7 separate regions of the Mus musculus genome follow, and all the other regions are linked to region 6. The links are chromatin contacts, called in public HiChIP or PLAC-seq and promoter capture Hi-C maps. All regions are on one chromosome and are shown on one strand. The core of a region is the stretch at or near the end of the contact, and the rest is flanking DNA. Distances in the headings are between cores, read along the strand shown. Region 1 holds the start of Zfp804b (zinc finger protein 804B). Region 2 holds the start of Krit1 (KRIT1, ankyrin repeat containing). Region 3 holds the start of Lrrd1 (leucine rich repeats and death domain containing 1). Region 4 holds the start of Akap9 (A kinase (PRKA) anchor protein (yotiao) 9). Region 5 holds the start of Pex1 (peroxisomal biogenesis factor 1). Region 6 holds the start of Gtpbp10 (GTP-binding protein 10 (putative)). Region 7 holds the start of Gatad1 (GATA zinc finger domain containing 1).

Region 1 (2,738 bases), core at 96-2,595, 1.8 Mb before region 6:
TCTCCCTCTCCCCCTCTTTCCTCCCCCCTCACACACACACACACACACACACACACACACACACACACACACACACACACTCACACACACACACACACACACACACACACACACACATGTTTTATTTTCAGTCCATTTTGTTCCCTTATGGCTAAATTTACACTTAACCAAAGACCCCCAAGAACAAGGTTGTTAGGGACTGGGAAAACAAAGACCTCTACCGACCAAACAATTGCGTCTTAACTGGTAGAATAAGTGAGCCTTTGTAGCTAGATGTGTGCATATATGTGCACATAAACCTATGCATTGATGTATCTAGCTTCCATAAGTAAGTTTGACAGCTAAAAGTTCCTTTCTCCGCTGCGAACTGACCACCACAGTGCATTTAATGGGCTCTGTTTTCAGCTGAACCTTTCGCCCCTACAGGAGACTGGGAAGCTTTTTTTTCCCGGCCATTGACGCCTTGATGCAGGGGGCCCTAGAGGTGAGCAGGCAGAAAATGACTAAAGGAAACGCTCTCTTCCAGATCCCTCCACAGTCTTTCCTACTCTTCTTGGGTTCCCGCCCCCTAAACCCCTTAGAAAGTTGGCTCAGAAGCGGGGCAGAAGGGTCGAGAGATTGGTGCTGGTGGTTTCAGGAGGAGGAGCAGTGAGACCCGTGTGGCAGCTGTCATCTCTCCTTGCTACTCCGGGAACCTAGACCCTACAGAGTCCACAGCTCCAAGCTGAGCGCTCACAGTCTCCGCGCCTCGCTGTAGTCACCACATCTCCAACTCCTTGCGCTCGCCCTCTCTCGGACACTGCAGAGGGGGCAGCTCTTGGACCCACGGAGGAACGCCACGCTCCCTGTACAGACTGCGTCGGCTGCATCCCGGGTTCCGCAGCTTACAGCTCAGCCTGGGGACTCGGCGGCTGGAAAATGCCAACTTGCACCTGAATGTCCCCACCCCATTCCGCCTGCACCCAGCAACGGCAGGGGGCGGGGTAAAGGGGGCGGAGGACTCCGATTCCCTGGTGGACTCAGGAAGTTGTCCTTTAAAAAACACATCTTCAGCCCGCCTTTGAGCGCCGCCTCGTCAGAACAGTATGTGGACTGGTTCGCCAGGTCCCCTAAGTGTTCTGGGCTGCTGCCGCCGCCGCCTCAGTCCAAGCAGCCGCTGTGGGCAGCGAGAGCCACGCGCAGGTCGAGGTGCGGGGGCGCGCGGGCACTCTGTTCCCAGCTTGCTGCTGGCCTCTTCTTCTCTGGAGGTGGCAGTCACTGTTGCTGCGGAGGAGCCAGCCTGCATCTCCCTGCCTGTTGGTCGCTCAGTAAGGAGTTGAGACTACACCTCCAGCGGGGACCCACATGGCTTGTTACCTGGTCATCAGTTCGAGACATCTCAGCAATGGGCACTACCGGGGCATTAAGGGAGTCTTCAGAGGGCCCCTCTGCAAGAATGGATCTCCGTCTCCGGTAATGTGCACACAGACGCACACACCCATCCGTACACGTTCAAAACCGAATGCAAACAAAAAGAGACATTAGGAGATACTGTCCTGACTGATAGAGCAGGTTTGTCTCCTAGGGAGTAAGCGCTCTGTCAGCAGACACACTTTGCAGACAATTATAGCGAGGGGTGTGTGTTTGCGAGTTTCTTGTCGTCCCAGTCATTTGATCTGTAGTGGTATGTATGCAAATGTTCACTGAGCACAGTTAACTGCAGGGAGAAGGTAGATCTTCCCTCAGAGTGCACTAGGAATCTGAGGATTTGGGTAGTGAAGAAAGTTTGAGTGACACTCTATAATGTGTTTTGTGAAGTCATACTTTCAGATTAGTTTAATAATTTTACAGCTGCTTTATAAGAAAATAAACTCTTCAAGGGGTTTGTTTGTCTTGGAGAAATGAAAAGGGGTGGTTTCTCAGAGTTCTAAAATCTAAGACTCAAATTCTTTAGAAGAAAGTGAATGAGGTTTTTTTGTTTTGTTTTTTTTTTTGTTTGTTTGTTTTTGGTTTTTTTTTTTTTTTGTGGAAAATCAAATCAGATTGTTTGCTGTATTTCAGAACATTAAGTTAACCTGCAATTTCAGTTGTTTCATTTTGCTTAGTAAACTGTTCAAATTCTGTCATCCAAAATCAAAGGCTTTACTATATCAATTAATTATATCAATTTACTATATCAATCAATAACAGGTGCTATAAACTAACGTTTTAAGGGCTCAAATGAGTTTAAAGAAAAATGTACGTATATATGTGTGCATGCATGCACATATACATAGTTTGAGTATTTTTACATGTATGATCAGTTTTAGACCACAGTAAGTGACCAAGTATCCAAACTCAATGAACAAGTTTCTAATCTGGTTTTGAGAGTATTTTTATTCTGTATGACGTAGAGAGGAAGAATTTAACTTACTCGAGTATTTTCTACCTCATACTTTTCATTACAGCTGAATACTTCATTAGTGTGAACTATTTACAACTGCTATATATTATAAATACCACTGGTTAAACAGCATCTGTGATTTGCATGTGGAATCTGGAATCGGGAGGTTACGTGTACTCACATACATTACTAAGATTCCCAATGACAGACTCTCTGCTCATGTTTTAAAATGTGTGTTGTTGTAACACCCCAAACTAAATGAGAAGAAGCCAGAAGTGTTACTGGGAAAACACTGTTTGCATTAACAGTTACAATTAAACTCACAGGGCTAGAAAGGGACTTGGCAGTTACAGCTGACTGAAAAATATAGCCCACA
Region 2 (2,857 bases), core at 64-2,563, 1.8 Mb after region 6:
CTCATTATATATTTTAAATACTCATATTTTAAATATATAAAACAAACTTACTGCTAGCAACATATTCGCAAAAATTCTTTTTTTTTTTATTTTAAGTTTATTTTTAAAAAAGTATTTGTACTGGAGCACTTAAAATAGTCTTCCAATGACATAAAAGGAAACAAAGGTTGAAGCCAGGAAAACAACAAAAGCTACCAGCGATGAAGGTGAAGCTGGTGCAACTGAAACCGACAGGAAGAGAGAACTAGTCAAAAGAATAAAAATAAATAAAGCCATTGCTAATATGCTATATGGCTCACTGCACTGGAGAAATGCTCAGGCATGAATGATATGCTGCCTAAAAAATGAGGACTTATGTAAGTGGAGATGGTTCATAACTTGGAGGGCTGTCTGCGATTTTTTTAAAAAATATGCAGGGATATTGTTGATTTTCATTATGATTGACAAAGGAGAGGCATACAATTTTCACTTAGTGCCCACAGCAGGGGTAATTACTCCTTTGTGGGTCAGTGAGTTTGTTTACAATAAAGACACGCTAAGTTCCCTGAGAGAGCAGGACAGGAATGGAGCTGAAATCTTGAGGTCGGCCAACCACATCAAGGCTTCTGGTGAAGTTACAAAGACCGAGGGGAGGAGAGAGCAGAGAGTGCAAGCCAAAAGGAGACATAAAGGAAGAACTCGGATAGATGGGAGAAGACAGCTACAATCGATAAGCTGTCACTGTCCTGGCAATGACAACACTGCCTGGGAAGTCTTTCCCTTGGCACCACCCACCAGTGCTCCCCTACCGGGAAAAATGCAAAGCTGCTTTTGCTCCAAAAGTTCCCACCCAAGAGACGCCGGTGACTTTTCGGTACCGGCGTGTAAGAAACAACACGCCTTGATGCAGAGCCTCGTGGGCGAGCTTCGGTGCTCCTGCCGTTGGCTCCAGCCGGCGTCTGGCTCTTCTTGCCTTGCTTTCCTTGTTTCCGCCAAGGAAACGGGAAAGACTCACCCGGGCGGGCGGCGGATCCTCTCCCGAGCCGCTACATCCAAGTCAGTGGGTGGGGCGGCAGTCGAAGGATGGCGGAGCCAGCCCGTCACCGTTTTCTCATTCCTTCTGCCTATCTAGGAGGCCCACCCCAACTTCCTGTGGCAGGAAGCCCCTGGATTGTCACCAAAAGCCGCCCCGCGAGTTCGGGTCTCAGGGCACCTGTTCCCCACCGTCCTTCCTCTCCCTCGGCTCCAGGAACCCTTCAGCCTCTCCACCAGCTTCGGGCTCCCAAAGGCCTCAGCTCGCCATCCCACCGCTACCGGCGCCGGGCAATAACTTCCGGGGTTACGCCCCCAAGGCCGCTTCAGGTTTGCGGCTGAAAAAGCTTCCGGGTCGGCCCGCGGGGAGCCGCCGTTCGTGCCGGTCCGTGCCACTTCGCGCGGCGGCCGCAGCTGTCTGGGAGCGGGCGACCGTGAGCTCGCGGGGTTTGGCGGCAGCCGAGCCCGACGCTAGCTATAGCAAGGACGGGGGTCGGGGAAGGGAGGTCGGCCTCCGCGGCTGCGTGCGCACGCGGCACGACCATGCGCTGGACTTGAGCGAGCGGCGGAGGCAGGCGCCACCGCCCCCCTCCTCCATAGCCTGAGAGCGGCGGCGCGCAGCGGGAGAAGATGGGGGGCGCCCGCCCAGTGTGAGCTCGCCGGGCGCGTCGGGCTCGCGCAGCGCTTCCCGCGGGCCTCCAGCGCGCATCCTCCGGCTCCCGCAGCCGCCGCCGCCGGCGGGTGGGTGGGGCGCCGAGTGGACCCGAGAGGTCACCCGCTCGGCGCGAGAGCCAGGTGGCCGCGACAGAGGAAGACCTGCAGATCTGGGGGGAATCGACGCGAGCCCGGTCCCGGCCGGGAGAAGTAACCGTAAGTTTCTGCTTCGCGGCTCGGCTCTGGCCGAGGCAGTCTCGAGCCTGCCTAGTTCACGCCCTTCCGCGTCTCTTGCGAGGGTTGCCCTGTCACCCCTTCTCTCCCCGTCCCCGAAGGAGCACAGCATCCTGTCTGCCCTACGGGGTTTCTCGCGCTCGCGAATTTGCAAGCCTCCCGGTTTCCGCGGCGCGTCCCATCCTCCACACACGTCTACATAGCCTTGTCCCTCTGTCCTCAAAAGATTCGTGCCCTCCTTCATTTTCTGTAGAACCCCGGACCTCACAGTCTCCGCAACCCTTGTTGGGACCTGGAAAGCCTTGGATTCCACTAACTCCGTGGACCTGAAATAGTGAGGAGCGACTAGGTTAAAAGTGCTCTGTAGGACTGTCATGGGTGGGGATAGGTGCAGATGGCACCACTGAACCTTTATTTGTGTTGCTTTTGCCACCCAAACAAAAGAATGAACGCTCCTCTGTACCCTCATTCCTCTACGTATGTGTGAACTGTTCGTACATTGATGTTTGAGTCGGAGGTAATTGAAGCTACAGCTGTAATGAAGCAGGTCTTGAAGAGTTTTTATTCTCACAAGCGTCATTCTTATGGAACGGCATGTTGAAAAATCTTTGGATTGAAAGACCCATTCAGGTTTACTAGTAAATGTGAAGACCAAATGTGAAAACATCTGGAGTTTTAGATAGTGTACTTTGGATGCTGTTAATTTCTTACTGTTTTGATTACTGTTTGACTAGGCTGTTTCTCGTTAAATTTTAGTTTGCATTTTTAGGTTGCTTTTGCAGAACTTTCCAGAAATTAGATTAAAATATAATTTTAATACTGTCAGTGATTAGACAGCTGTCAATGCATTAACTACTTTTTAAGGTACTATTAGAAAGCAAATGATAATTCTAAAAATAATGTTACTCTGTACGGTGTAGGTTCTGTTAATATTCTGTAAACTAAGGTAGTATGGTAA
Region 3 (2,700 bases), core at 31-2,530, 1.7 Mb after region 6:
ATGGACGCTGTAGTATAGAGCAGTGGTCTCACCCTTCCTACTGAGACGCTTTACTATATACAGTTCCTCACGTTGGGGTGATCCCAACTATAAAATTATTTTTGAGGCTACTCATAACTGCAATTTTGCTACTGTTATGAACTGAAATGTAAAAGACTGTTTTCCAATGATCTTAGGTGATCTCTGTAAAAGGTTCATTTGACCCCTAAAGAGATCCCAACACAAAGGCTAAGAATCACTGGTATAGAGGGATAGGACACCCCAAAGGAAAATTAGGTACTGGAAAAGCAAGTATGATGTCTTATACAGCTTCTTAGAAGTAATAGTTGGTGATATTACATGCCTTCTCCCCACAGGGAGAAAGAGATAACATCAAGACCTTAATATATGGTATTTTCCAATATGGTAAACACTAACAACATGTATCTTTTCCAATGAAAAATAAGTGAAATTACAAGGCAGCTCCCTAGTCATAGCCGTATGTATTTCCGGTGACTACGTTACTGAGTAGTGTAGACTGTTAACATCTTCATGGTAGTGAACCAGTGAACTTATTTGAAAACAGGTATCTGAAAAACAAGCTTTACCAGCCTAGCCCTCAAAGTATTCCACTGCCGGAGTTGCTATCAATTACCCAGTGAGATGGCTTGACTGCGAAAGGCGTTTGCTGCCAAGGCTGACAACAGGAGTTTGATGTCTGGGACCCACACGGTGGAAGCAGAAGGTCAAAGAGGACTCCAACAACTTGTCCTCTGACCTCCATATGTGAGTCCTCTTTCCCCGTGCACCCCTTCCCGCGCGCACATGTACTCTGTCCCACAAATGTTGTAAAGGCTGAAATATATAAATAACACTCTAAAAAATGTTTTTGAGAAAAATCTCCGTTCTCATGAGCATTAAGTTCTATTTAAAAACACATTGCCAATTAGATAAGCAAAAACGAAATCAAACTATTTTTTTTTTAAACAAGTATTAGTAGAGTTGAGGATACACGGTAATTTGTTACCTATCTGAACGATGTGGCCATCCAGGTAACTACAAGACTTTTTCAATGCTTCGACCGGTGTAGGGAGAAGAACGCTGAGCGGAGGCTAAAGCAGCCTGGGACAGAATGCAAATGCTAGAAGCGGTGGGCTGGGAGCATGAAGGGAGGGGGATGCGCACCTCTACAGTTGTTGCGAGATGCCCGAGATGCGGGATGCGGAGGCGGGAAAAGAACCTAGCCTGGGCTTAGCAGTCCTTAGATCAGTCCCGTGGAGCCTCTCTGTGGCTCTCCGAAGTGGGCAGGGGGCACGCCCGCGCGCGAATGTCTGTGATTGTGGCGATGGTGGTTGCGCAGGCTCCGTTGTGTCCCGCCTCCCTCTGGCGTTTATGAGCTGGCTTTGGTCGCAAGGGTTGCTTTAGGTGAGCCCTGCTGTCATTCAGCTGCCCAGCAGCCTTCTCTGGCCAGCTGTGGGGCAGTTTGCTGGTTGACTGTCCTCTCCTTAGGAGATCTTGCAGCCTAGCGATTTAGGTAATTTGAGGTGAGCGGCAGGACAGCACACACTTATCTAATAGTTTTCTTTGACTAGACATTAAGTAAATTTGGGTACTTACACATTTCTATTAAGCCCTCCCCCCCCTTAAAAAAGTTTTCAAACTTGTACAAAAACTACTTCTTTTTTAAAAATGTGTTTAAAATTTATGTATAGACTCTGATCCAACTGAATTTTGTCACATGCTATTTCAACCATCAGAGAATATTCTTCCCTTTCCCCCACATTCTTTACATTTCTCCTTTATGTTCCCATGTTTATCCACACCCATCCTTTCATCCAGTAACCGCTATATACCGTCTGCCCTGTGGTTTTATCTTTTCCAGAATGTTCCCTAAAAGGAATGCTAACCTTCTGAGTCTGGCTTATTTCAGTGAACTGGAACTTCATATTCGTGGTCATATTCATATAATGTTCATCAATTGTTTATTGTTGAGTAGCATCCTATTGCATATATGGATATACTTGTCTGCTCACTCATCAACTGAAGAAATTTGGGCAGTTATGAGTAAATACAGTTCACAGTGAAAATGTATCCTTTGAGAAACCCCGTAGAGAGTATACTTCAATCCAATGAAAGCTACATATGACTCATAGTCAATAAAATGCTCAATGGAGAAAAACGTGAGGCAATTCTATTAAAATCAGGGACAATATGAGGCTGGCCATTCTCTACTTCTATTTAAAATAGTGTTCAAGGTACAGCAACATGACAAAGAGAAGGAAATAAAAAAGATAGGACTGGGAAACAAGTCAAGTATCGCTGTCAGTTGGTGATACAATACTACACACAAGAAACCCTAACATATCATCAGGAAACTAGAGCTGATCTAGACTTTCAGCAAAGCAGCAGTATACAAGATTAACATAAAAATCCACTGCATACCAATGGCACACTTAGAGAAATCAGGGAATTGACAACAGTAAACAAACAATCCCAAAACCCATAGGTTCAAAGAAAACAAAGACTGAAAGACATCCCATGCTAATGGATAAGACTTAAAGTTGTGAAAGAAACTATCCTAATAAAAGCAATAGACAGGACCAATGCTATTCCAATCAAAATTCTCATGCCATACTCACAGAAACTGAAAAACAAAAATCTTAACATTGATATAGAAGTACAAAGATCACAGATATCCAAAGCAGTCCTAGGCAAACATAA
Region 4 (2,809 bases), core at 224-2,723, 1.6 Mb after region 6:
CGTCTCTCTCCAGTAGGGCCCTTCACTCATTACTGACCTGCTTCCTTTGTTAATGATGTGAGAGAAGAAAAAAGAAAGGTAGGTGCCTTCGTTAGGGTTACTATTGCTATGATGAAACATCATGACCAAAGCAATTTGGAGAGGAGAGGGGTTTATTTAGCTTACAACACTTCCATATCACAGTTCCAAACTAACAAGTACAATAAGCTTAAAATATAACTTAATTATTCCCAGTAACAATAAGGTCTTAAAAAAAGGCACTATATCTTAAAGGTAACTTCATTTTTGGGAGCAAGGAGGTCCAAAGGTAAGCTCAAACAGGTAATTTTACAAAGAAATCATTCTATTCCATTCATAACAGTGTCAAATTATTTAGTAAGCCCACTGGAAGATGCCTACATATAAGTCTGGATTATACATGACTTGCCATACCCGCATACCCACACAAAATCAAACTTACCAAATACATAATAACAAATACATTATCTAAAACAGCAATTCTGTAGGTGTTTTAGTCTATGGAACCTTTCGATGCCCCGAAGTTCCATTCCACACATTACAAAAGAGCCTGCCATGACAAAGACCTCAAGCACGAATATACAAAGAACGGCAAAAACAAAAACAAAAAACAAAAAACAAAAAGAACGCCCCTACAGCCAAGTTCACAGCTGGCACTTGTGGCACACTCAAGACACTGCCGAGGCAGCTGTCACAGGCCAATCACACACACACACCAAGAGTGCCAGCGTGACACCTCAAGAAGGCAGGCTGATGGTCAGCGCAGGGGTGTTCCCGGAATAAAGAAAACCCTAAACCCTTGCTCCGGAAAGCACAAAGCCTGGCCGACTCCCTGAACTCCCTTCAGAAAGTGAAAGGGTGGTGGCTGCGAAGCAATTCCTTAGCAGTTAACAGCCGGGGTGAGAGGGGGTTTTGTGTGGCACCGGGGAGAAAGGAACCAAGCCGAGCGGTGCAGTCATCAGGTCTCCAGCAGCAGCAAGAGAGGGCGGCTCTTCAGCCCCAGCCGCAGCCCCCTAGCCCCAGCCGCAGCCCCGGCCCCGGCCCCAGCCCCAGCCCCAGCCCCGGCCCCGGCCCCGCGGCCCGGCCTCTCCCCCAGCCTCCGCCCCGGGTCACCGCCTCCCGACGCGGCCCGTGGCCGCCGCGCTCCTACCTTCGCCTTGCCGGCTGCCAGCTTCCTTTGCCTCTCCTCGTCCTCCATGGCGTCTGCAGGGTAGGCTGGGACGCAGTGGAGAGGAAAGATCTGTTTAGAAAGAGGCGGACAGAGCTCCGTGGCCACCCGGGACACGCTGGGCGCTCACCGGCGACTCGTGCCGGCCTGCACGGGCCCCGCGGTCACCGCCGCCATCTTCGTCTCCACGTAAACACACGGCGGCCGGCGGGGCGGAGCGGGCGGGCGGGCGGCCGGCGCAGCCGCGAGCGTGGCCCGGCAGGTGCTTGTGCGCGCCCGGCTTGACCGGGGCGGAGGGAGGGTCAGGGTCCGGCGGCCCGACACCCACTGCTCCGGGGACCCGGTGCTCGGAACACGCCGCGCTGCATTTCCAATTCCAAAGCGACCGCGGCCTCACAACAAGGAGCCGCAGTGGAAAGGGCGAGGGCGGAACCTCCCCCCTCCAACCCGGGGAAGCCTGATCCTTCCTTCACCCCAAATCCCTCCCTCAGTTCCCCCACAGGTTCCCTCTCAACCCATAGTCTTCTCCTTCGCCTTGCGCTGGAAGAGCAGCCTACGGTAGAGCCTTCTCCCAACTCTTTGTTCTCTGGAGTGAAGCTGAGACACTCCTAGGGGCTTCCTTCTCCTTGGCAACTGTGTTCCTAAGGAACTCGAATTCGGAATCTAAGTTGGGAACAAAGCCAGTCTACCCTAACTTTCCCTCCTCCAGCCCCCCATTAGTTATTTATTCACTTTACATCCTGACCTCAGCCCCCCTCTCCTCCCATCCCCCCCACCCCACCATGACCCCTCCTGGCTTACCTCTCTCCCCTTCACCTCTGAGGTAGACATTACCTCAGGTAAAGGGCTGGAAAAAGGTTTTCCAAGCAAAAGGGACTATGTTAACTTTGAACTTTAAAGACCTTAAAACAGCTATGGTTCTCTGACTTTACCTGGAGTTCTTGGACGAGCTGCCTAATATTTATGACTGCTCCTGGAATGTGAAAACACTCAAACCTTTGTCCTTTCTATTTCTTGAAATGGCTACTGTGAAAGATTATGCCCAATAAACTTTGTTACATTTTATTGAGCCGTGCTTATAAATCGATTCTTAACATCTTTCCTCCCCCACCTGCTCTGGCAATCCTTTCTTTCCCTTCCCTCACTCCCTCTTTCCCCTCTCCTGCCCCTCAAATCCATTTCTGGAGTGAACGAACCATTTTAGTGTCTCAGATTGAGCCTTTCTTCTTTGTTTTAACATAGGTTTGGACTGAAAAATTAGCAGGTAAGAACTAAAGATATTAGTTTAATCATAGAAGTAGTGTTAACTGGATATACATATGAAAGGGGGAGACTAAAAACCTTAGCTCTATCAGACACCAAAAATGTTTCTAGTACCTGTAATTTAGAAATCTTATATTTCAAACATAATTGTGCCAACCTAAAACAATCAAGTGTGTATTTGCCCCATTTTCTCAGCTGGAATTGGGGACGTGAGAACAGACACCTCATCATAAGAATAAAGGAAAGTAAAAGAGGCTGATCTAAGAGAGGCGTGTTTTTCTCGGGAGCCCTTTGTGGCTCCAGGTCTAGAATGAAGTGTTCTAAACTGCCTGGAGTTAAGTGATGCTCGGTTGATTCTGA
Region 5 (2,742 bases), core at 190-2,689, 2.0 Mb after region 6:
GGGAATAATGATCCAAGCTGGGATTTGGTAACAGTGAATGATTCCTTTCAGTCACCAGAAAGCAAACCAGAGAGTTAGAGAATATTTGGTGGAGATAAACTAACAGTAAGAATGGTTCTGATGAAATTGGTGTGTTCTGATAGGTGGACTGTAAAAGCAAGATAAATGTAGCAAAGAGGAAATAAAGGTAGAATACTTGAAGTCATTTCAAACTCTTGTATATTTTTTTTATGACCCAGTGTTCAGGTACCATGCATCTAGGATTTTAGATTTCAAATACTCTAACCCCATGAATACACTCAAACTAAGAGAGTCTATTTCTGCTCACTCTTAGGAAAATATGGATGCTGTATTTCCACCGATGGTTAATAGCCTTGAAACACCATAATGACAGAATCCAGACAGCTCGCTGAGGTCCAAGTAATCCTAGCTACCGAGGTGAAAGTGTGGGGTGTGAATAATTCCATCACCTTGTCACCCCGCCCCACCTCCCTCGCCGCACATATTCTTGCTATGTTCGAAGTCCTCCGGAGCAGGGAGAGCTATCTATCCTTTTATTAACCTTTCGCACAGGTTGGAAACCTTGGTAATCTACAAACCAAGTCTGCCACTCAACACCTCTATCGCTGCACCGGCAACTCGTTGGCAGGATAATGCTTTAGCAACCTGTAAGCAAACCTGTAAGAGCTCTCTAGAACTTTCCATCCTTGAGTGAGGGCCGCTTCTGACTGCTGGGGCAGAACCCTTGCATGCTCAGCTTGCTTTAACCGAGTTAAAGGGGTGCACTAGGAATTCCACGGTAGGGTCTGAGGATACACTAGCCGTGGTGTGGATGCACACGCTGCCACTCCACGCCATGCCCGCAGGGGGCCCTCGCTCACGCCTCAGCTCGGGGTCGGTGGCAGACGATGTCCCTGCAGGAAAAGGTGTCAGCTGACCCTAGTCCCACGAGACGTCAGTGGTGTCCGCGTCCCGCCAGCGCGTTACCTGCAGCAGGTGAAGCTGGGCCACGAGGCGCCGCGGCAGATGCAGGAAGCAGTCCCGAGCATTCGTGAAGGCCACCGTCACGACCGCCCCACCAGACCCCGCACCCGCTAAGCGATCGCTGCTCCACATTGTCCCAAGGTTCAACTCTCACCGGAGAGCGGAGTCCACCGGCTTCTCGTCAGGTGAGAGCGTCGGAACCCGAGAACATCGATCAGGCCCGCCCCCCTCTTCCCACGCCCGGCCGCTGTCACCCTCGGGCCACCTCCGAAGCTCTAGGGGGCGGCACGTCGCTCGTCGAATTCTCGCTCTCAGGAGATGATCGTCGATGGGGTCGATCCTTCAGCCAATCCTAGCACGCCTGGTCCATCCTGCTCTCTTATTGGACTCAGAGGAGCGCGGCTGGCGGATGTTGTTCTGGCGCGGGGGACTAGAGCCGGCAAGATGGCATCCAGTGACGGGAAACCTGGTGGCGTATTCGATCACCACGTCCAGACGGCTGTGTGTGACTCGCGGGCCAAATACCGGGAGGGCCGACGCCCTCGCGCGGTCAAGGTAGAGTGACTCGGATTCTTCTCTCCCCTCGGCAGGGACACTAAATTCCTGTGAGCACTAGCTCCCCAAGGCCTGCCTCCATAAAGGCATGGCAGGGATGTTGTGAGATCCATCTCTAAGTGGAGGGGGCACGAAGAACCCGGGCCCCGGTACCAAAGGTTATCACTACCCTCGGTTAGCTGCTTACCAAACCTCCAACCCACTATTTTTAGCTTTGTATCCTATGTGTTTACAATAGCGCTTCTCACAGGGCAAGCCCAGGGTGAGTGAGTGTTCAGTGGCTGTTTACATTAACCTCTCTGGAGTCAGCTTTTGGAAAAGACGTCTGTTAAGTGGTTTAGTCAGATACCCTTATGTGGAGTGTGGTAGTCTTTAGGCAGAAGAGTGACAGTTTAGTGTGTATGTTTTGCAGACCGGATTGTTTCTTGTTTTCAAAGCTCCATTTAAAAGGGGGTGGGAGGACCGATTTGCCATAGGCTTGTTTGAAGAGTACATTTAACGAGGTCTCCTTTGACTTTAGGTATATACAATCAATTTGGAGTCTCAGTACTTACTAATACAAGGAGTTCCTGCAGTGGGAGCCATGAAGGAATTAGTTGAGCGTTTTGCTCTGTATGGTGCGATTGAACAGTATAACGCTCTAGATGAATACCCAGCGGAAGATTTTACAGAAGTTTATCTCATTAAATTTGTGAAATTACAGAGTGCAAGGTATGTACAAGTTAAGCAGAACTCCTGTTAAAATCTTATTCCTGTTGCTGTCATTTTGGCCCCAACTGTTTCCCAAATGTACCCAAAGCACAGAAGCACTTCTTGCTCTCAGTCTTCCTGATTGGGGGGAGGAGGGGAGGGGACAGGGTTTATTTGGATAGCCTTAGCTGTGCTAGAATTAGTTCTGTAGACCAGGCTGGCCTTGAACTCAAAGATCCCTTTGCCTTTGCCTCTGACTCTCGAGTGCTGGGTTTAAAGGTATGCACCACTCCACCTCGCCTTCCAGTTTGTTTTTCACCAGGCCTCACATCTGCGACTTAATCACTCTAACAGTGAGTGACATCCCAGCTCTTCCTTCAAGCTTTTAAAAGGCTGACTTTACAACAATACTCTTCCCATCCTCTCATACCTGTGCTTGGCAAATTTTGAACCTGTAGTGTGGTAGATTAAGAATTACGTTTGAAGTAAATTATCAGTCCTGTGGATTCATGA
Region 6 (2,824 bases), core at 88-2,587:
TATTCAATAATCATAAATAAACATTAGAAGGTGTGTGCATTAGGCTAAACATTTTGGCATAATTTAAATGGCAGCACATTTTCTAGATTTAACAGGAAAAGTATGATAACAGCAACTTAATATTCTGGTTTTTAAAATAGTAAGTATATTTATTGAGGCTAACATCTGACATTTGGGTCAATATTTAATGTTAATCTACAGAGGCTAGAACCAACCAACCAAACATCTAAATGAAAATGACAGCTTCAAAGTCCAGGAACAGTAAACTAATCTAGACTGAGCAGTAGTTTCCACACTGTGTACTTCCAAATAGGACTCGCTCCTTTCCCAAATTCCCCATCCTATTGTTTAGGATGCAGAACCTTATCTAAATGAATTGGAGTCCTGTTTTCTAGTCTAGGACTCAGGCATGTAGCAGAATGCCCGTAACTGCAATTTTCAGAGTTTCAAGACTAGCCTTTGCCAGGTTCCAGCTAGGAAAGCGGCCTTAGAGGCGCAGGACCTCGGGCTATCTGTAACTAACTTTAAATCAACCTCATACTGAAAAACGGAACATAACAATTCCTTAAGGTTACTCTCAGCTGCACTGCCCTGGCCAGTGACCATGACTGAGTCACATTTCGCCAAGGATTCTAAACCTAATAATTCTAATGATAGAAAATAATAAATGAGCAGTGAAGGGAGACCCCTCTAGTACGCTCGTGTGCCTTTTTCACTTAAAGACTTGGCAGAAAGATTGGCGAAATGGGCCTGCCATTCAGTGATCTTTTTCTGAAGCTTCCTCTCCAAGCTGGAATGTAATCTCTCGTGTTCTCACAAGGACAGCCTTCAAATGAAAGGTGAAAACTCTCGGCTGAGTCCAGGTTGGGGTTTCTGTTTGCCTCCACTGCACACATCATCCTTTGTAAAAATCTAGATCGTCACACTTCTTTCAATACTTCTGTGCTACAAGTTTTAAGTGACTGGTTCCTGAAGTTTAAGCCTTGGCTAGAAAAATTGCTCAAGCCATCATCCAGCAGTCTTTTAGAGCTCTCGGTGTTTTGTACAAGTGTGTCTGTTGGAGGGGTCTTTCATCGTGAGAAAATCCTGGCACCTCAGGTTCTTCAGCTACCATAAAAATGTTTGTGAGGCAGGCCAGTCTCCAGCGCATAGCGTTCAAAGCGTCAACTCCAGAGACTCCTGCCCGGAGCCCTGCTTCCCCTTGCACACAACTTAGACGAATCTGGGCTCTGCACTCTCCTTCCTGCACCCAGAGGCGTCCAAAGCACACGCCCACCTTCCTCGAGCGCGATGCAGCACGCAGGCGCGGATCCGCTGAGACGTCACCTCTGCGACCAGTAGTGACGTCAGTACGCGCGCCCGACCGAAGTTTGTCCGGATTCTGCGGGCGGGAGTCCTGCCCCTTGGAGCTCATGGTGCGCTGCGGTTGCGCTTTGTTGAGAAAGGTTCGTGACGGGGGTCTCCCCAGCTTTGGTGTCTTCGCCGCTCTCCTCCTGGGTTGTCGTTCCTCGGTTCCCGTCTCCTGGGAGAAGATTGTGTCTCAGTGACACGCTGATGGCCGTTTGGGGTCCAGCTTTAGGGAATTCCTGTATTGTTCCCAAAGCACGTGAGAGGATAATTGGGGACCTGCCTGCGGTTTAGACCCGGCATTGCGGTGCACGTGCCGGCTTGTTTGTTTGTTTGGTTTGGTTCTCATTGTTTAAAAGAGAGTCCATAACCTGCTTTTATACATTTCTCCTCCTTTACACTGCTTTTGATATCTTTCTGAAGACTTTTCTGGAAGTCAGAATGTGTGTTTGCTGTGCCTCATATAGAGATTTTACGTCAATTTTTATGTAGTGCCTGTCTTAAAATCCACTTTTATAACAATCTGCAACCAACCGCTCAATTAAAAAAGAATCTCAGTGAGCTTAACTGGCAACGGTGTGTGAAAGCTAGAGGTCATGTACATAAGCTGTTGTTAGGAACAGCCATTATAAATGAGAGTCCTTAATAAATATGACAAATCTAGAAAATAAAGAAAAAGTCACATACTGAACACAGCTTTAAAAGCCCTTACCAGGAATATCTCAGGGTGGTCAACCTTCAGTTTGTTTTTGTTTTTTTTTAAACCCACAGATTTTTTTGATACCCAAAAGTACTGCAGATTACCAAAAACGTGAATATTAATTTAAACGATTGCTCTGTAATTTGAAAGCCTGGGATTATGACACACTGGCTTTATAAGAAGTTACCTACCTAGTGAGGGAAACTAAATGGAAAGTACCAGAGGATATAATCCAGTGTCCGAGGAAGCCTGAAAAGCCAGTCAGTGAGAGTGATGGGCCAAGGAGGCCTCAGATCATACAACCATAAGCCATAGTTTAGTTGTATTTGAGGATACATTGAAACTGACACCAGAAAATGGGTTTATGATAGAAAGAACAAATGATAATCTAAACAGAGGAGAAAGCATGAATAGAGTGGCAGGGAGAGTGGGCAGCTCAGAAAAGAACAGGAAGGCTCCAACAAATGACAGCTGTCCCGGTGAGATCCGGTGAGGGCTTTGAATCCAGCACTGTAAACTTTATTATTTCAGAAGCAGTAAAAACCCAAAGTCACGACTGTTTCTGAGTAAAGAGAGACATAGACATCGGGTTCACTTAAGGGGGAAAGAGATGCTCTTGGCTCATGGTGGCGGATGCATTAAGAAGGAATGATGAGACCCTGAAAGACCATTTGGAGTTCACAGTCAAGATTCTAAGAGGACAGAGGTCCTGGAAAGGAGTTAGGCTTCTTGGAATGCAAAAATTTTGGGGAAAAGCCATCTGTTTGTTCAGTCTTG
Region 7 (2,700 bases), core at 180-2,679, 1.9 Mb after region 6:
ACACACGCGCATGTGTCCTTAGACACATATACAGGCACATATGATCATGTATACACATGCCACATATAGATAAAACTCCACTGAGCATACAGTTGTTCAATTAAAGAAATATTTATTTACCTGTAACCAGTACTTAGGAATTCCTTCATTCCTTGGGCTAGTTTCCCTGGGAGCTTTAGACTTCAACGAACATAGCCAATGTTCAGGCTTAATTCTCTCAAATAATACACATCTCCTTTCCAGGTGAAAGTGTATTGTATCTGCTTTGCTAATGGTCCTCCCAGAGAACTACTAGTTTTGCAGTGATTTAAATCCAGGTTGAAATGTGTCCAGTTCCTCGAACCAAAGTTCACAGAAAACGATAAATTCTTCCAGCAATCACCCCTAGTTAAAGCAGTGTTCAATGCAGTCTCCAGGAATCTTCTTTGGGAGCCTTTATGCTAATATACTTTATTTTAAACGTTAGGAAGGTATAATGTATTGCTTGTTCTTTATGCAAATAAGTGATGTGAAGCCATATAAGATACAAATATCCCAGCTCTGAACCCAACTGTGTAATACAAAACTGTAACGTTTTAATTATAGTATAACTCATGAGAAATAATTGATAGGAATTCTTCTGCACATTGCTCATTTCTAACCCAACTAACTCATAAACCCCTCACGTTCAGTATTCAGTGCACAGCACTGTTACATTGACCCAGGTAAAATAAATCATTGACTAATAAATTAATCTCATCCAGTCCACACTGGTGTTTCTGCTGTTTTCTGTCTGAATGTTCTTATTATATGAATTTCTTAGACCCTCAATTCTTTTTTTGGGGGGGAGGGGGCTCGAGAGCACTTTATTCTAATGTTAAGTAGTATGCCAAGCAAGAATGTTAAATTAAGTTTCACAGTGTAGGTGCTAATACTGGATCTAGTCTTAGCTGTCTTTCCAGCCCTAACACACCTAGCTTTTTACGTGAGTACTGGGGGTCAAACTCAGGCCATAAGCTTGTGCCAGAAGAACTTTACCATCAGGTCACCTCCCTAGCCTCCAAAGTCAAATTAATTAATTAAGACTTTTAAAAGGGTCTTGATCAATAAGGCTACATTTATCAAATGAAAACACAGGATAAGTATGAGTATCATATAACTACTATTACATGGGCCACTCTCACTAGTCATTTGAAATTCACTTTTAACGGGAAATTTTACATCCATTCCCCCCCCCCAGCCCCCCCCCCCCCCAGCCAGTTGTAAACTCAGAAGAGTGACAGGCAATGGTAAGTCTGGCAGGGCCACTTCCGGCCAGTAGGCGGGGTTTCCGGAGCCCCAAAGCCTAGGTCAGGCACACTGGTTCACTCGGCCCCGCCCCGCCCCGCCCCGGGAGCTCCGCCCATCGCCGGAAGCCCCGGTGGGCGGAGGCAGGGTCGTGGTCGCCCTGGGGACCCCGGCGGCGGCGGCGGCCGCCCCGGATAGCGTCCCCTAGGGCGGAGCTGGCTTTCCCGGGAGGCCGCGCCGAGTATCGGGCCTGCGTGCCCCGCGGGCGGCCCAGCTCCAGGGCTGGGTCCCGGGCTGCGGGAGCCCGCTTCCCGCCTCCAGGGGTCAGCGGTGGCCGCTGGGTCCCGGCGCGGGCGGCCCAGCACCTCCGACCTTGCTCTTCCAGTCGCCGAGGTGGCCGGCCGACCCCTGGGCGGCCCGTGCAGACGGCCGCCATTCCCGTGTCGCTGCGCCCGCGGGGGCCGCCCGAGCCGGCCAGCATGCCGCTGGGCCTGAAGCCCACCTGCAGCATGTGCAAGACTACGTCGTCCTCCATGTGGAAGAAGAGTCCACAGGGCGAGATCCTCTGCCATCACTGCACGGGCCGGGGCGGCGGCGGCGCGGGAGTGGCGGGCGGGACCGGGGGCGGTGGCGGCGGCGGCGGTGGCTTCGGCACCACCACCTTCGCCACCACCTCGGCCGGTCCTTCGCAGAGCAACGGGGGCGGCGGCGGCAAGCAGGTGAGCCCTCGGCCTCTCCCTCCTCGGGAGAAGGGCTTCCTGCCGTAGACCGGGCGGTGCGGGACGCACCGGGGCAGCCGGACGAGGCCATTTGCTTGTAGGTCGAGGACCTCTTGCCCATCAAGTCCTTGTCACGTTAATAAATTAGTAGGTCGCTAAAAATGTCAGCATTAGAATTCTGTTCTGAGATATGCAGGAAACTTGGGGGGGGGCGTAAAATAGATCAGTTCAGCAAACGAATAATAAATAGTTCCTGCCTTGTCCTCCCCCCACTTCTGTCCTCTTCCCGCTTGAAAGCAGCGCCATCTCTTGGGAGGCCCTACAGAGTTTAACATCTCAGCCCTCGGTCTTTTAAGTTTTTTGTTTTTAATTTCTTTTAACAAAGTGTATTATCCTCTGATCTTTGTGAGGTTATTGTATTGGCTTTTCTTCTGCAGTTTTAATTTCCTTTTCTCTAAATTGTGTAACAGAGTAAGCAAGAAATTCACAGAAGGTCGGCCCGGCTCAGAAATACCAAATACAAATCGGCTCCAGCTGCTGAAAAGAAAGTTTCCACGAAAGGAAAAGGGAGAAGACATATTTTTAAGTTAAAAAATGTAAGATGGTTGTGGACATTGTGCTTCCTAATGGGACACTGTGGGTGTGGTGGGCCTTCCCACGGCTGGTGTACCTCTCAGGTGCACTTAGGCCGTATTCTGGAGGGAAGGCAAGGTTT

Evidence for each region. Promoter capture Hi-C pulls out the DNA fragments that hold promoters and counts their contacts. HiChIP or PLAC-seq counts read pairs in DNA pulled down with a chosen protein or histone mark.
Region 1: a contact with region 6 is called in an H3K4me3 HiChIP or PLAC-seq map of stem cell-derived neural progenitor cells, with 5 times the contacts expected there. The contact joins the promoter of Zfp804b here to the promoter of Gtpbp10 in region 6. A contact is called at or near these places in 5 of 39 promoter capture datasets (cranial neural crest, embryonic stem cells, frontonasal cranial neural crest and 2 more), 1 of 115 datasets of contacts at active chromatin or transcription factors (stem cell-derived neural progenitor cells) and 1 of 9 other capture datasets (embryonic stem cells).
Region 2: a contact with region 6 is called in a promoter capture Hi-C map of pre-B cells. The contact joins the promoter of Krit1 here to the promoter of Gtpbp10 in region 6. A contact is called at or near these places in 8 of 39 promoter capture datasets (3T3-L1-derived adipocytes, cranial neural crest, embryonic stem cells and 4 more) and 1 of 115 datasets of contacts at active chromatin or transcription factors (embryonic stem cells).
Region 3: a promoter capture Hi-C map of liver shows a contact between it and region 6, with 6 times the contacts expected there. The contact joins the promoter of Lrrd1 here to the promoter of Gtpbp10 in region 6. A contact is called at or near these places in 7 of 39 promoter capture datasets (the 3T3-L1 cell line, embryonic stem cells, hippocampal neurons and 3 more).
Region 4: a promoter capture Hi-C map of pre-B cells shows a contact between it and region 6, with 5 times the contacts expected there. The contact joins the promoter of Akap9 here to the promoter of Gtpbp10 in region 6. A contact is called at or near these places in 13 of 39 promoter capture datasets (the 3T3-L1 cell line, 3T3-L1-derived adipocytes, the HPC-7 cell line and 8 more).
Region 5: a promoter capture Hi-C map of pre-B cells shows a contact between it and region 6, with 5 times the contacts expected there. The contact joins the promoter of Pex1 here to the promoter of Gtpbp10 in region 6. A contact is called at or near these places in 4 of 39 promoter capture datasets (hematopoietic stem and progenitor cells, liver and pre-B cells), 1 of 484 Hi-C or Micro-C datasets (uterus), 1 of 115 datasets of contacts at active chromatin or transcription factors (pancreatic cancer cells) and 1 of 9 other capture datasets (liver).
Region 7: a promoter capture Hi-C map of pre-B cells shows a contact between it and region 6, with 2.0 times the contacts expected there. The contact joins the promoter of Gatad1 here to the promoter of Gtpbp10 in region 6. A contact is called at or near these places in 2 of 39 promoter capture datasets (embryonic stem cells and pre-B cells), 1 of 115 datasets of contacts at active chromatin or transcription factors (large pre-B cells) and 1 of 9 other capture datasets (adipose tissue).

Annotation. Positions count from the first base shown.
Region 1 is chr5:7,342,985-7,345,722 of GRCm38.p6, reverse strand. Zfp804b (zinc finger protein 804B) reads left to right here and starts at 1,345. Exons shown (of 4, transcript NM_001163223.1): 1 at 1,345-1,452. The coding sequence starts at 1,345.
Region 2 is chr5:3,801,621-3,804,477 of GRCm38.p6, reverse strand. It overlaps Krit1 (KRIT1, ankyrin repeat containing), which reads right to left and starts at 1,313. Exons shown (of 17, transcript NM_030675.3): 1 at 995-1,313. It overlaps Ankib1 (ankyrin repeat and IBR domain containing 1), which reads left to right and starts at 1,354. Exons shown (of 20, transcript NM_001289527.1): 1 at 1,354-1,881.
Region 3 is chr5:3,843,753-3,846,452 of GRCm38.p6, reverse strand. Lrrd1 (leucine rich repeats and death domain containing 1) reads right to left here and starts at 1,280. Exons shown (of 6, transcript NM_172879.3): 1 at 1,007-1,280. Krit1 (KRIT1, ankyrin repeat containing) reads right to left here. Exons shown (of 17, transcript NM_030675.3): 17 at 1,938-2,700.
Region 4 is chr5:3,926,850-3,929,658 of GRCm38.p6, reverse strand. It overlaps Akap9 (A kinase (PRKA) anchor protein (yotiao) 9), which reads right to left and starts at 1,473. Exons shown (of 48, transcript NM_194462.2): 1 at 1,169-1,473. The coding sequence starts at 1,216. It overlaps Gm51438 (a long non-coding RNA gene), which reads right to left and starts at 1,070. Exons shown (of 2, transcript XR_003955841.1): 1 at 1-1,070.
Region 5 is chr5:3,594,763-3,597,504 of GRCm38.p6, reverse strand. It overlaps Pex1 (peroxisomal biogenesis factor 1), which reads right to left and starts at 1,439. Exons shown (of 24, transcript NM_001293806.1): 1 at 988-1,439. The coding sequence starts at 1,116. Rbm48 (RNA binding motif protein 48) reads left to right here and starts at 958. Exons shown (of 5, transcript NM_172991.4): 1 at 958-1,539; 2 at 2,060-2,250. The coding sequence starts at 1,303.
Region 6 is chr5:5,558,054-5,560,877 of GRCm38.p6, reverse strand. Gtpbp10 (GTP-binding protein 10 (putative)) reads left to right here and starts at 1,337. Exons shown (of 10, transcript NM_153116.2): 1 at 1,337-1,445. The coding sequence starts at 1,413.
Region 7 is chr5:3,646,665-3,649,364 of GRCm38.p6, reverse strand. It overlaps Gatad1 (GATA zinc finger domain containing 1), which reads left to right and starts at 1,429. Exons shown (of 5, transcript NM_026033.2): 1 at 1,429-1,985; 2 at 2,456-2,581. The coding sequence starts at 1,746.